Linked DNA regions of Macaca mulatta: region 2 is linked to region 1. The links are chromatin contacts, called in public Hi-C maps. All regions are on one chromosome and are shown on one strand. The core of a region is the stretch at or near the end of the contact, and the rest is flanking DNA. Distances in the headings are between cores, read along the strand shown.

Evidence for each region. Hi-C and Micro-C count contacts between places; a contact is called where the count stands out from the background.
Region 2: a Hi-C map of CD4 T cells shows a contact between it and region 1, with 9 times the contacts expected there. The contact joins the promoter of BTG1 here to the enhancer-like site in region 1. A contact is called at or near these places in 5 of 14 Hi-C or Micro-C datasets (CD4 T cells, fetal cortex germinal zone, fetal cortical plate and 2 more).

Annotation. Positions count from the first base shown.
Region 1 is chr11:98,877,942-98,885,393 of T2T-MMU8v2.0, forward strand. No RefSeq gene overlaps it. Among named protein-coding and RNA genes, the nearest start is that of DCN, 250 kb to the left of the region's middle. Within about 2 kb of position 2,725, at least 10 of the 40 cell types and tissues checked have an H3K27ac peak or open chromatin away from gene starts, as enhancers often do. A contact at or near this core is called in CD4 T cells, where this site is marked.
Region 2 is chr11:99,468,440-99,475,891 of T2T-MMU8v2.0, forward strand. BTG1 (BTG anti-proliferation factor 1) reads right to left here and starts at 3,275. Exons shown (of 2, transcript NM_001266672.1): 1 at 2,860-3,275; 2 at 609-1,919. The coding sequence starts at 3,007. The coding sequence ends at 1,552. LOC144332708 reads right to left here and starts at 5,891. Exons shown (of 2, transcript XM_077953222.1): 1 at 5,064-5,891; 2 at 3,370-4,041. The coding sequence starts at 5,172. The coding sequence ends at 3,803.

The DNA of each region.
Region 1 (7,452 bases), core at 1,475-3,974:
ATTAGGACATTTTGCCAAATTATTTCTCTTTTTATTTCACAGTAAGCTGTTGGCCCAACTACCTCTGCCCCTCTTCTATTTTAGAGGTATTGAGATTAAAGAGTGGGAGCTTATTTCTGCCCCTAAATTCTGAAATAAGTATGAATTTCAGTTCACAAATATAATTGTTGAAGTAATGAAACTTGGTTTATTTTCTGTAATTCAACTTAATTTCTTACACAGGGCCCCTATGCTACCACTGATGGAAACCTTGATCTCATAAGCTTTGAGGATTTCTTTCCTGTGGTTCATCCAGCTTCCCTTCCAGAATCTTTCGCAAGGCAATGTGGTTGGGGAATACAAGTGGGGGAAGGGGAAGCAATCTGCAATCTAGTCAGTTGGGCACACTGATCTTCTCTGGAACATCCATTATCTCCATCTGCTTGGTTTCCTTCAGATTCAGAGATTCTCTGCTATTATGAGCTACTATTCAGGCATAAAAATCCTTTTCCATATTGCCATACAGGGAGCTACCTTATGGGCCTCATGGCCAATTTTTCCTTGGGCTTTGTTGTCTTGCAATGTACAGTTTTTCCTCTGCATTTGGGACACATAGACCGCTCTATTTCATTTCTCATTTCTCCCCCACCCACCCCAACCCAGAGTTCTCTTTATAAGGATATTTGCTGTATGTGTGTGTGTGTGTGTGTGTGTGTGTGTGTGTGTGTGTTGGGGGGTGTTGTTTTGTGTACTAGTTTATTGCAAAATAACCCATCTATTCTTTCAAATTCCTTCTTCCAAGTGTTCAGATATTTTTTTTTAAACCAAAACTCAGAAAGACTCATAGGGGGTTGGGGGTAAGAAAAGGAGTGTATCTCAAAATGTTTGCTCACCATGTTTTTATCTATCATAGCCATCCGTTTTACTGGACTATAATAAAATTCGTAAAGAACTTTGGCATCCATAAATGTCCTTTTGTTGGGAGGAGGACTCCTATCATACACCTACCAACTCAAGCTCAGTTTGATTTAACCAATGCTTACTGAACTTTTCCTGTTTGTAATGTACTTTGCATAACACAAAGTTGAAGGAAAATAAGATGCTTGTCCTAAAGGAATTTGCAGTCTGGTGAAGAAGAAAGACTAGAACATAAATAACAGTAATGCAAAACCTGAAATGATTAATCAGCTCACAAGAGTCATAAACAAAAATCTCTGACTGTACTGAGAAGGCAATTAATTTAAATCAGGTAATTGAAGAATACTTCCAACCAGCATTGAGTCGTAGTCTACCAGCAAAGAGAATATTAACAACTCTCTGGGCATTTCTTTTGCTCTCTGGGTAATTTGGAGTTGGGGTGCAGAGGATTATTCTGGTTCTTCAACTCCTGCATAACAGCATTTGTGTGCTTTGGAGAGTCCAGAGCTTAAATGTAGTTTTTTGCTAAAGGATTCTTCTCATACATCTTCACTTACTGTTAGATGTCCCCCTTGCTCCCATCTCACCCCATCCATCAGTTGTTATCTGCTTTTCTAAAGCTTATGCAGTTCAGAATCTAGGTCAGTCTTTCCCTTGCCATCTTGTCTTCTGGTGGTTGTGGTAGTATGGGTTTGTTCCTCTCTGTATTTTTTTTTGTGTGTGTTTCCATTAGCTCTTTTTTCAGCCCCACCTGAAAAATTGATTTCAAATTTTGAAGAAGTTGGTGCTTGGCATTTTCTGCTAACTACGCTTTGGTCAAAAGCCTTTGGAAAATGAAATGGTCACATGACAGAAAAGGAACACGAGATTTCCTTTAAAAATGTGAAAACCTTAAGTGTATATTACAAAGTGAAAGAAGTCAATCTGAAAAGGCTACATATTGTATGATTCCAACTCTACGGCATTCTGGAAAGACAAAACCATGGAGACAGTAAAATAAAAAAAATAAAAAAAATAAAAAAAATCAGTGCTTGCCACAGGTTAGGGTGGGGAGGGTGGAATGAATACACAGAATACAATGTTTAGGGCTGTGAGACTATTCTTTATAACGCTATAAGGATAGAAACGTCATACATTTGTCCAAACCCATAAAATGTGCACCAAGCTTGAACCCTAATGTAAACTATGGACTTTGGGTGATAATGATGTATTAATGCAGGCTCACCAATTGTAACAAATGTAATACTCTGGTGGGGGATGTTGATGGTTCAGGAGACTGTAAGTGAATGGGGTATAAGGGAACTCTGTACTTTCTACTCAATTTTGTTATGAAACTAAAAGTGCTCTAAAAAATAAAGTCTGTTCAAGAAGCTAAAAAATTAGTATGCACTGTTCTCTCTGCCCCACTTCTCACAAATTAGTGATTGCTCTCATACTCAGTCACAGTACTGTCTTCTGATTGTGTATGAGTCTCTGTTGTCTGTCAACCTTGGTGAGTGAAATTCTTTCACTTGGCAGAACATAAGTGGTAAGGAAAATCTTTGACTATCTTAGTCCACATGAAAAAAAAAAAAAAAGATTCACTTGATTTTGCTTCCTGCAATAAGTATTGTGCCTTGATGTATACTTCAAAGAGACATGGCACAGATAGAGAAAGGGCAAAAAGAAAGAAAAAAAATCAATATGGGAAAATATCATTTCTGATTGCTGTGAACCATTTCAATGTTCCCTATTTGTTTTATCACTCAAAGAAAGGCTCTGATGGTATACAGGCTTATTTAGCACCATAGAAAATGTGTGTTTATGATGCCGAGAGAAGACAGTCTGTCCTGGCCAGTCACCATGGTAACCTCTAAAAGCAAAGATTATGTCTGATTAGGTTGCCCTTCTCAGGAGGAAGTGACCAGAAAAAATCTTTTGAAAAGTTTAAAATGAAAGGTAGGAAGATACTGGTACTAATTTTGCACAGCTGTTCTCCTCCCTGACTCCCTTAATAAGAGTGACTCATGCTATTTTCTAGAACCTTTTTTTCAATCCCATAGAGAGCTTCCAAAGACATCCTCCCCTTGTTGAAAATGTACCTCAGCTCAGTCCTTTGTGGTTATTGTTACCACAGCGCGTAATCAGAATTCCTGATACCTTTGTGATTGCCTGTAAAGAGATTAATGAATGTTCCAAAAGAAACAATTAAGGAAATAAAAGAAGTGAAACGTAATCTGCTCTGAAGAAGTTGTGAAAGGAAGCAAAAACTCAATCATGCCCTTCCTTCAGTGATTTGGAAGGCAGGCAAACGTCAGCAAGGCGGAAGTATTGAAGAAAGCGGAAGACTACTTAATGTACTTAATGTTAGAGTTGTTTTGTGGAAGTTATTAGTGCTCTTTGTATTAAAAATAATCCTTTTTGAGCAAGATTTGGTATTTTTCTCAAGTTTCTACAGCTAATACTAGTGCCTTTAAAGTACGGGGTACATCAGTTATTTTGCTTTCTATTTCATTTTTTACACAATGTAATAAGTGAAATTATTGGGCAGTTGCTAACATAAAGAGAAGTATCAAGTAGAGGAAATGATAGGTTTACTCCTACTTAACTGAGATGATATATTCTTACTGGACTGATAGAATATTCTGGACTGGCAAGCTTAGAGATAATTTATATAAAGTCTGCAAAATATTTGTAAACATTTTGGTGTTTAATAAACCTAAAAAATGGGTAGCATTAAATGTCACTGTAATCATTTACATGGTAAATGTGATTATTTATTCAATATATTGCAAAAAAAATCTGCATTTGAGCAAAAGATAAGAGTCATTCTTTTCTCTCTTTGTATTGAAAGTAAATAGTTTTTAAAATTATACATGATTATTATAATAAATCCGTGGGAAATGTGGTAATATAAAATCAAAACTGCACAACCCCTTTGCCTACAGGTAGATTTCCACATGTGTACATGAAATGTGTTAGATGATTGAAGCAAAAGATACAAAGCTCTCTAAATGCACTCTGTGGGCACCAGGTTTAAAAATTATGATGTATCCATATGATGTAACACAATGTTGTTTTCAAAAAGAGTGAGAATGTGCTATATAGGCCAAAAAGGAATATTCTCCAAATACCTTAAATGATGATGCAGCAAATACATAGTGTTTATGATGTGTCAGATATATTCTAAATGCGTTTTGTGTAGCAACTAATTTGATCCTCAAGACAACTCCATTAAGTAAATACCCTTATAAGTCCTGTATTATAGAAGACTAAAGAGAAGCACAGGAAAGTTAGGTAACCTGACCAAGGTAACACAGCTAGTAAAGGATAATGACAGGTTTTGATCCTACAGTCTGACTTCAGAGTCTGCTGAGCAATACTGTAAAGCAACTGTCAGAGTAGTGCATGTAATATATTGCTAGTGTATGGTTAAAAGAATATATATATGCATACACACATACATATAAATACATACATATATATACAGTTGATCCTCATTATTCATGGGTTCTTCTACTTGCTAAAATATATTTGTATTAATAACTCCAAAATCAATACTTGCAGAACTTTCTAGGTTAAAGAAGGCAATGCTCTGCCTTCTTATTTCAGCTTCCATAGTATAAACAAGTGTCCTTTTCATGGTCTATTTAGTGCCAAATGCGTCTAATTTTGGGGCTTTTTTGCTAGTGATTTTACTGTTTAAAATTTCCCCCAAGCATAGTGCCGAAGTGCTGTCTACTGTTCCTAAGCACAAGAAGGCTGTGATGTGCCTTATCGTGAAAACATGTGTGATAAACTTTGGGTATGAGCTACAGTGGCTGTGAGTTTAACGTTAATGAATCATAAATAAGATGCCTTCAAACACAAACACACACACAACAAGATTACGTATGGATCAGATGATGACACTGTTGTGACCAAAGGCTTTCAGAAACCTACCTCTGTATTTCCCATTGGGGCAATGGTACAGTAGTGACTAATTCAGTGTTCATGAAGACTATAGAACACACCTACTGAAAACAAACAATACATATATTTTATATATATATATATATATATATATATGTACATATTGCCTAGCAAAATCTTACAAAAGTGATGAACTATAAACTGTGGATGTCTTTGAGAGGGAAATTAAGGTACTGGAGTTCAGAAATGAAAGATATAGTTTCCACCTTAAGAAATTTTACCATGTATATTCTTTATGAAAATATTTTTATGTAAACTGTACAGAGAAAGAAAAAGTTTTCCAAACTTCTGCCTAATCCCAACTTCTTGCAAATAGTTTCATAAATAATTTTTAGGCTTTTAAAATACAAATGGAAATATATTATTATATTCTATAACATCTTTCTTTTTTAAACTTTATGTGCTGAACTTCTTTCCAAGTCAAAACATAAAGAACTACCTATTTCTCCCTTTCTATGTCCCACCAAAAAGAAATAAAGCCCCACAGTCCCACCCTGAGAACAGAATCATGAATTTCTTTTTCCAGACTGTCCACCTACAACTTGCATTTCTACAAGAGTCCTGTAACAACATTTCGAAGATAAAATCATGCCATGACTCTGAAATTGGAAGTACAGAACATATAAGAAAATAAATCAAGAAATGAGGGGAATCTCCTGAAAGGTTTTGCTAATGTTTATATTTTCACTTCTTAGCTCCAACCAGAGAATTGTTATAACAATGGAAAAGAAAATAATTTACTCCAAGTCAATCACACATTAGGCATTTTCTAGATTTTATCTGGTCTTCATACTACTAGAAGGTGATATAATTATTCCTATTTACTGATAGAGAAAATAGGCTCTGAATGATTAGGCAGCTTTTGCAAATCAAACCATGTCTCTTGAAAGCAGGATAAGGAGCCCTTTCCTATGCTCATCTTCAGGTGAATGTCTATGAATATGTTAATTCTAATATTTGACTGTCGTATCTGCAGGTTACTGGACCAGTTTTTATTGTGATACTTAATTTATACAACATTAAATGGCCTCCAGTGTCCTCAAAGGCTGCCTAGCAGACGTAATGTGAATATCCCAGAACATGCTAATCAGACTTTTAGAGTCACAAATACACACCACTCATTGTATTAGAAACTGAAACTCTAACTTTTTCAGTACTGCTCTTCACCAGGGTTAAGATTTTGATTTTGCTGTTTAAAAAAAACAAAAACAAAACAAAACAAAAATGACCTCCTTAAGATATTGACACCTTGGCTTAAAGGAAAAAAGTGCTGCAAACTTGGAGCTACTTAAGATAATGGCTTCTAGAACCGAGTTAAGCTGAATACAAATGAAGTCAAGGAACTGTTCTCAGGATCCTGCTGTATTTAAATTAGACCTACTGGCATATTTAATGTTTGAATTGTAATACTCACTGATGTCCTCTAGAGGGAGAATGAAGCAAGAATAGGCAAATTATTTATTTTAAAAACTGGGTGAATTTGAGTAATCCTGAAAATGGTCCCTTAACGGAAAGAAGTCATTTAACCAAATCTGTCATAAACAAACCATAGACTGGTTAATTTTATTGTGGTATATTTTCTAAGTAGCTGAATTAGCTTCTATAATAAAGACCCTATTTTTAGTTTTCTATTAATTTTGAATTAGAAAAAAAGCTACATGCACACACCTACAAAATTTCACCCACTTTACTACTTACACATTACAAAAATGTCTATATTGTAGCACAGATAATAACCTGCTTAAAACAGTTTCTAAAAACTGTGCATTTCATTCTTAGTATTCATAAAATAAACACAATGCCCATCTACCCAAATATAGTGTGACACAGCCTAAGAAAAGGAGGCATTCTGCAAAGCAAACGACCAAACGCTACATAAAATACTTCATAAGGTTAAATATCAGAATAATTATTCCTCTTCCCGTCACAATTTTCTTAGGATGGTCAATGTTCTGCTAAAATGACCCAATCTTTTAAAGTTTGGAGACCTAGAGAAAAAGTACCAAAATAAGTGCTTATGTGCATTCTATAAGAGCTGAAATCCAGGTAGCTTCACTGTTATTACAGAATCTGAAGAAATAAACATCCCACGGAGATGAGATCACTATCTCCAGAAATAAAGGTTTCCAAAAGAAAAACAATTGTGAAAGGAAATTATCCTCTTTACTAACAATATGGTGATCAGCCATTCCCGCTTTCTCCTGATGATGAGGTGATGTCACCGGTCAGAAGCACTGGCCTATTTTCTGTACTGCCTATGGTGGGTTGGATTGGATGAAAATAAACATCTTACATAACAGGCCGGCTGTGCTCTCTGTCTCTCTTTTTTTTTTTTTTTTCCAAAGAGATTTTCCCAGCATGAATTCAGTGTGTACAATTAACACTGGCCAAATTTCAGCTGAAAAATCTGTTAGGTTTATAAGCAGATTAACAAATACAGCTTATGTATTCTGCCTCCCATTCCTCTACCAGCCCAGCTCCTTTATACACACACACACACACACACACACAAACACACACACACACACAGGCACACACACAACACCACCACCATCACCACTGACATCACCTCACTCCCACCACCTCCACCCTCCTGTAATCAAA
Region 2 (7,452 bases), core at 2,025-4,524, 590 kb after region 1:
TCTTAGGATTTATCTGAAATAAAAGTCTGAAAATGGGGAATCGAGAAAGCATTTCAACTTTTGAGAATAAAAGTTCATAAACATACCTTTTGTTGAATTCCAGCTTATGTGATTTTTATGTAAATCTTGCAGGTGATGAAAAGCAAAAAGCAACCAATCTCTCTGTAGTGTTTAGCCTGTTCTTTTAAGACTATGGGTCACCTGCCCCGGGAAATTTCTAAACAAGGAATCCATGGGGCAAAGTAATCGTTTTTTCAAAGGTGGGTCAGAATGGAACATTTCTATCTTCACTTCAACAGGGAAGCAATGAAATGTAATCCTTTTGAGTTATCACATTTTTGGTAGATGCTACCGTGGTCTCTTATCCTTATTTCATGAGATCCTTAGCCTGTGAATGTGTCCATGTTTTGACTTTAGAAATTTTTAAAGCATGTTATTCCTGTGTTGCCTCTAACACCTAAATATGTATACACAGAGCATCTTCATTCCTCAAATGTTTTTTCAGCATGACCAGTGTGCAACTGATATTCACAGTTTATAGAACCTGTCTTCTAAGAAAAAATACTTTTAGCTAAACCTCTATAATCATGACAAGAGATTGATTAAAATGCCAAGATAAGAAACAATTTATTATAGAGAGAAGAAAAATTTCTCATCCAAAATATAGAAATCTGTACAACTTTGCCACAATCAATATACATGAACTGTACAAATTTACACCAGTTCATAATTTACCAAATAAAAGATGACTAACAAAGTTCACAAAATAGATGGTGGTTTGTGGAAAAGACTTTTACCCAATTAAGTACAAGGAAAGTTACAAACCAGACCTCCACTTTCTAAAAATAAGAAGTTTACTCAGTCTTAGAAAACTACAAGCTAGCAAATGTACAGAGAGCTGGCTGGTGCTACCACCACAGTTGAGACAGTGTCTTTTTTAAGGGTCTTTTTTAAAGCCTGTTGCCATGGCAGATTCTGGTCACTTGCTACTTTCAAGGCCAAAAACACAATACAAGGTCTGACCATTTCCCCAGGTCATGCTTACTAGTTTGTCTTTATGTACATTTATACATAAGTGCTAGGTAAAAGTCTTGTAAAATTTCCAGTACTACCATGTTTAAAACGTTCAGCTTTCCTATTGAGCTGCCAAAAAGGTTAACAGTAACAATTTTCAAGTGTAATAGTGCAAATTCCTCTGCGAGATTTACTGCAGAGAAAGGTTCTTTGAAATACAGATTTTCTTTAAAGGGACTGATGTAAAAATTCAGGTGTGTCTGGGAGAAACTGAAACCACCCTAAGGACTTCCCTCCCTAGCAAATAAAGTGATCATTTACTTGGACTCACAGGCTATTAAAATTAATCATTGAAAGGTACTGTCCAAACTATGGCACTGTCACTTAAAAAATTTTTTTTTTACCATTCTATCTTGTGCCAGATCTTCACAGCTGTGACATGGTTTAAATTCCATAATCCATCCCCAAGAGGAGCCCACCCAAAGCAAAAATCAAATTTATCCATCATTATAAGATGATCCATCCACAGACTATATCTTAACCTGATACAGTCATCATATTGTAGTTTTTGGAAGGGCTCGTTCTGCCCAAGAGAAGTTCCTCCTTACAGCTGATTCGGCTGTCTACCATTTGCACGTTGGTGCTGTTTTGAGTGCTACCTCCTGCTGGTGAGGCTTCATACAGCACACAGATGGAGCCATCCTCTCCAATTCTGTAGGACACTTCGTAGGGGTCAACCCAGAGTGTGAGTTCACTTGGGAGAAGCCTGAACAGCTCCTGACTGCTCAGTCCAATCCGCTGTGCTGCCTGTCCAATCAGAGGATCCATTTTATGGTTGATGCGAATACAACGGTAACCCGATCCCTTGCATGGCTTTTCTGGGAACCAGTGATGTTTATAATGTTCTATAGAAAAAAAGAAGAACAGAGAAACAACAATTAGGATCGTTAGCTCCCAGTGTGATTTCCTCCTACCCCAGGATCCCTTGAGGAGCGAAAATGAAAACTATCAACTTTTTAAAATGTCCAGGATTGCATCCGTTGTTGTGTATGTGCGGGGATGGAGAAAAAGCGGGCAGGGTTTTAGAAATAACGCAGTAGTACGGGACAAAACAATCTCCAGGAACCAACTGGTTGAGCCGCCAAAACAGGAATCAGGCGCGCAGCCTCGGCCAGCCGGGAAGCCAGTGGCACCTATGGCCAGGCGAGAAACTGTTTACTTTCTCCACCCCACCCCAGATGCACACAATGGAGTTGGTGGCTTTGGAGATGAGAAGCGCCATCGGACTGTTAACCCCGAAGGGAAGAAAAACAAGCAACCCTAAACCACGCTCTGGGAAGGGCTGTAATTGTGCCGGTGACAAATCCGATGATTAATGGGCAGGAGCAGGAGGCGCGGGGAGACTGCACGTCCGTTCTGAGCTGGCTCCGGAGCAGTGGCGCGGCTTCCCACCCCGGGGCTGGGCCGCCGACCACGCAACGGTTGGAGAGGACTGAGGGAAGGGGGCGTCGAACCCACCCCAGCCCCGCGGCTCCTTTGTCCCCAAATCCGCCGACGGTCCACGGACCGCAGCTCCCGCCTCGGTGGGTTTAAGTTTCTTTGTTGTGCGTGTTTTCTTCTCCACTCCGTTTTGCCAACTGGGGGGAGGGGGCGCCCTCCGTCCAGCCCCCAAAGCCTCGCGGGGAGCCGCTGTTAGCGGCCACCCAGCGCGACCACACCGGTCCCGCGGTGGGGCCCAAGCGCGACCGGCCCCGGGGCGCTGCCGAGGTTCCCGCAGCCCCGACGGCCGGACTCTGACCCAGGGATGTGGGGCCCGCGTCCCTCCGACGCCCTCGCCCTGCTCACCTGCCAGCAGCTCCTGCAGGCTCTGGCTGAAGGTCTGCAGCTGTCGCTCGCTCGTGAGCCCCTTGGTACGGAGGAACTTGGAGATGAAGGACACGGCGGCGGCGATCTCGCCTATCATGGTGGCGGCCCGGGTGTAGAAGGGATGCATGGGGGCGGCGTGCGGGGACGGCCCGGGGCGGCCGGGGCTCGGCGGCGCGGCCCCGACGGCGGAGCGGCCACCCCGGGCTTCCTCACCGGGCAGAAGGCTGAGAGGAAGAGAGGGCGTGAGGGGCAGACGGCTACTTTTTTTTTTCTTTCTTTAGACTAAAAAAGTTATTTTCGAGACAGGAGGCGGCAGGAGAGAAGAACAGACGAGCGATGGCGGCCTGGTCACATCGCTCGGACCTCCCCAGCCGCCTCCGCCTCCAGCTCCCCAGCATCCGAATATCTCAAGAATCGCATTTCCAGCTCCAAGGGGCGAAGAGATGCAGGCGCCGTGCAGCACCCTTTATAGTGCCACGAAAAGGAAGTGGCGTAGCTGGAGCGTGACGGCCGACCCCAGCCAATCCGAATATCGCACCATTGTGACGCAAGCCGGTTCGGGGCCGAAAGGGGCGGGAAAAGAGTCCAGGAGGCGGGTCCAGAGACAGGGAAGAGAGGGAGGAGCTGACGTAATCCGCTTGTAAACAAATAAACCCGGAGTGGCGGCTGGAGACCCAGTTGCTGTGTCGAAGGACGGAGGGAAGCGAGGGTGCGCGTGTGAAAGCTCCGCCCCCAGCCCTAGCTCCGCCTTCCCGCTTCAGCAGGTCCAGGCTCTGCGCCAGTGCATCCTTCTGCAAGAGTGCGCTGCCTGGGCCCGCTTGCCCTGGAGTGTAAGTGCTGGATAAATAAGAGCCGCCTGGCGCAGGCTGTGTCTACTCTCGCGCCGCCTTCTCAGATCGGGCTGCATGTTCCCACTCCGTGTTTACATCTCGTTCCCGCTCCGGATCTCGGTGACTGGCTCCTCAAGCCGGAGGCGCGTGTGGTGCCGGGCGATGCGGGCTCCAGCGCTGTGTGTGCTGGCGGTGCGCTCCGCGAGTGCGGGGGAAAGTGGAGGGAACGGTCCCGCGGGGCGTTCAGTCCAGGGAAAAAGACTGCAGCCTCGGGGAGCCAGGGTCCCTCGCAAACGAGCTGCCAACGCCGCGGAGCCGTTTCTGCTCCACCCTAGGGGAAGAGTAGTGGGATATCTTTGTAAAAGTGTAATTGCAAAATAAGTAGGTTAGTAAGGCCATTTGTGGTTGCTGTTTCAGTAACTTCACCAGTCAATGAAGAGAAGAGTGGAAACCTTACTGGATGCGGACAGGAGAGCCAGTTACTGAAGGCAAATATAATAACGCAGATCCTGTAAAGAGTGGTCTGTATCCAAAAAAAAAAAAAAAAAAATCTGTACAATGTATTTTAAAATTTGTGTACACAAAACCAAAGATTTTTCTTTTTTACCTAGTCCAAATGCCCTCCTAGCCTGAGTCCTGCTCTTTATAAAAATAAAATAAAAAGAATTTGAAGCTTGTGAAAGTATTAAGTGTAGACATTTTAAGTTTATTTGAAACCCTACCAAAAAAAAAAAAAAAAACTTAGAAACCAGTGTAGCAGGAAGGCGGGAGCCTGCTAAAATGATTAGGCCTAGGACAGGGTTAACCCCAACTCCATTAAGGAGAAGGGGGAAAAGAGAAAAAAAAGATGAAGGGAGGCAGGCAGATGGAGAAAGCAAACAGGAGGCAGAAGTTGAACTCTACCAGATGGAAATAAATATCCCGACCTTAGTTGGTCATCAATATTGCAAAACACACCACTTTGAGTTTTTTTTTTTCTTTTTAATACTGAGCTAAAGGATATAGAAATGAAGCAAAAATATGACATTATAAAACAGGATAAAACGTTTTATTGTTTAAAAATATGTAAAACTCGATTTGAAAAAATAACTTCTAGATTTTTTCATTAGGACACATAACTAAATAGTTACGTGTGAAAAAATTAAAGATAGTGGGTTTTTTCTTCTAGAACTTTTCAGATAGAACTATGCTTAAAAATAATAACAATTTCACTGAAGGCATGAAACCTCTTTTACAACTCAAAAAGAAGATAGAGAAGCAAAAGAAAATTCATGAAATTACTGTAACATTAGAATAAGAACTCCTGGTCTCCCACCTAACCTGACCCATCCTTAGTTCCCTGCGTTCACTTACATTGTCGTTCATGTGTCACTGAGTACAAATTAGAAGTCAAGTAAAAGTTTTTCTCTTCCAAACCTGGTCTCCAACTTGGCCTCTCGGTCATGTGCTTAAATTGACTCATCTAAAACACAGAAATATTAAATCAACAAAATGCTAGGATTGGACTCAGACTTCCCCCAAGCCCTTGTTCTCCACACTATTTTTAACTGCCTGCACTAGCAGCAGCAGGACCCCTTCTGAAAGCCTTATAAAACCAGTTGAACAGGGTTAACAGAAAGTTTAATCCACAGACTCAGGGAGAGTTACTTCCCGCCCTGAGTTTTTTTTTATTGTATATGTGTGTTTCCCACCTTAAATCATCCCATTAGGAGACAAATTGATTTGAGAAACTATAGCAATTTTTAACCTGGGAAATCTAGAGAGTACTCAGGAAAAAAAACTGGAAATAAACATTAGTCTTAAACACAAGTCTTAGATGGTGCAGAATGTTAATTGCTAATAGTTTTCAATTCCTGACATATATACGTTTAGTCACATTTTCTGGAAGTTTTGTCAGGCCCTTCCCATCTGGGAAACAAGCAGGTATTTCTTGACACTTTTTGAATTATAAAGGTGCTTTCTGTGTTATGCTAAGTTTACCAAGGCTCTCCCAAGTACTGTGTTATTATCATGCAATTTGATAGTAATTTATGAAATTTTTTTTTTTTTTTTTTTTTGAGACACAGTCTCACTCAGTCACCCAGGCTGGAGTGCAGTGGCACGATCTTAGCTCACTGCAGCCACCGACTCCCGGGTTCAAGTGATTCTCCTGCCTTAGCCTCCTGAGTAGCTGAGATTACAGGCATGCACCACCACACCTGGTTAAATTTTGTATTTTTAGCAGAGATGGTGTTTCACCATGTTGGCCAGACTGGTCTCAAACTCCTGATCTCAGGTGAGCCACCCGCCTCGGCCTCCCAAAGTTTAGGGATTACAGGCGTGGGCCACCACGCCAGGCCTGTCTAATTAATTTCTAAAACTTAGAACATTTCTAATCAAAGTATTAAAAATCTTAGGAATGCTGTCAAAACAAATTCAAAAAAATGAGCCTGGGTTTTAAAATAAGTCGACAAATAAAAGCACAACTATTAGATATTGTTTCCCCAGTTGGACCCGCCCTTTCCCTGAAGGCACATTCAGGGCCAGGGCCTTCCAGACCAAGCCAGAGGCAACCTGCCTGTTGCTAGTCAGCTAGCTGCAGTCACTAAAGTTGTGCCTATTATGCACCAACTTCCAGATAGAGTGCTAGGTATCTAGAAAACTCACAACCAATAAGTAAAAAGTCAAGTGAGAGAGTTCTTGATGGAGTGTTGATGGCAAGTAGAAACAGGGCATTTATTTATTTGTGTGTTTCGGGGCAGAGGAAAAATAAGAAAGCCCCGAAAGTGAACAATCTCAGCTAAGCCAATGAAAGTGATCCAAGATTAGTTCTCCTTGGAGGAAAGGAAAGGGCCTGATCTTGAAATATCATAAAGGTATAAACCAAGGAGGATAAGTATTGTTGAAAAAACTGGTAAATGGAGGCAGGCATAGGGTACTTGAGAGTATTTTTAGCAGGCAGATTATATGATCAGCTTTATTTATCTTTAAATAATTTAGCTTTTCTTGTGGGTTTATGTCTTCAACTAGAGACCTATGCCTCTTATTTATCTATTTTTTGGTTACCCACAGAAAGGAGGAGACCACTTTTAATTGCCTCCCCGCTAACACCTGACTTGCTTTGCTTGCGTAAGTATCCAAGGACACAAGCTAAGACATTTGCACTGGGTTTAGATCTACTGCGATTCAGAAAACACAAAAGAACTTGCAATCAGAGGGTGACACATAATGATTTTAGACAAAACTCAGTTTCTTCTTGTGGAAGCTATTCAGATTGTTTGGAGAGTGGGAGGAAAAAGGAGTGAAGCGTTGCTTAACAACAAAAGTAATAATGCAGGTTATTATCATTTTATCATTAACAATGCATCAGCGCTAAGTGTTTTACATGCTTTTTTTGGTTTGTTTTTTTTGTTTTTTTTTTTTTTGAGACTCACTCTGTTGCCCAGGCTGGAGTGTGGTGGTGCGATCACAGCTCACTGCAACCTCCGCCTCCTGGGCTCAAGCTCATCTTTCCACTCAGCTTCTTGAGTGGCTGGGGCTACAGGCGCGTGCCACCACGCCTGGCTAATTTTTGTATTTTTTGGTAGAGACGGGGTTTCACCATGTTGCCTAGGTTGGTTGTAAACTCCTGGGCTCAAGCGATTCACTCACCTCAGCCTCCCAAAGTGCTGGAATTACAGGCATGAGCCACCGCACCCTGCCATGCTTTCTCATTTAACTCTCTAAGAAACTCAATCAAGTGAGTACAGTTGACAGCATTTAA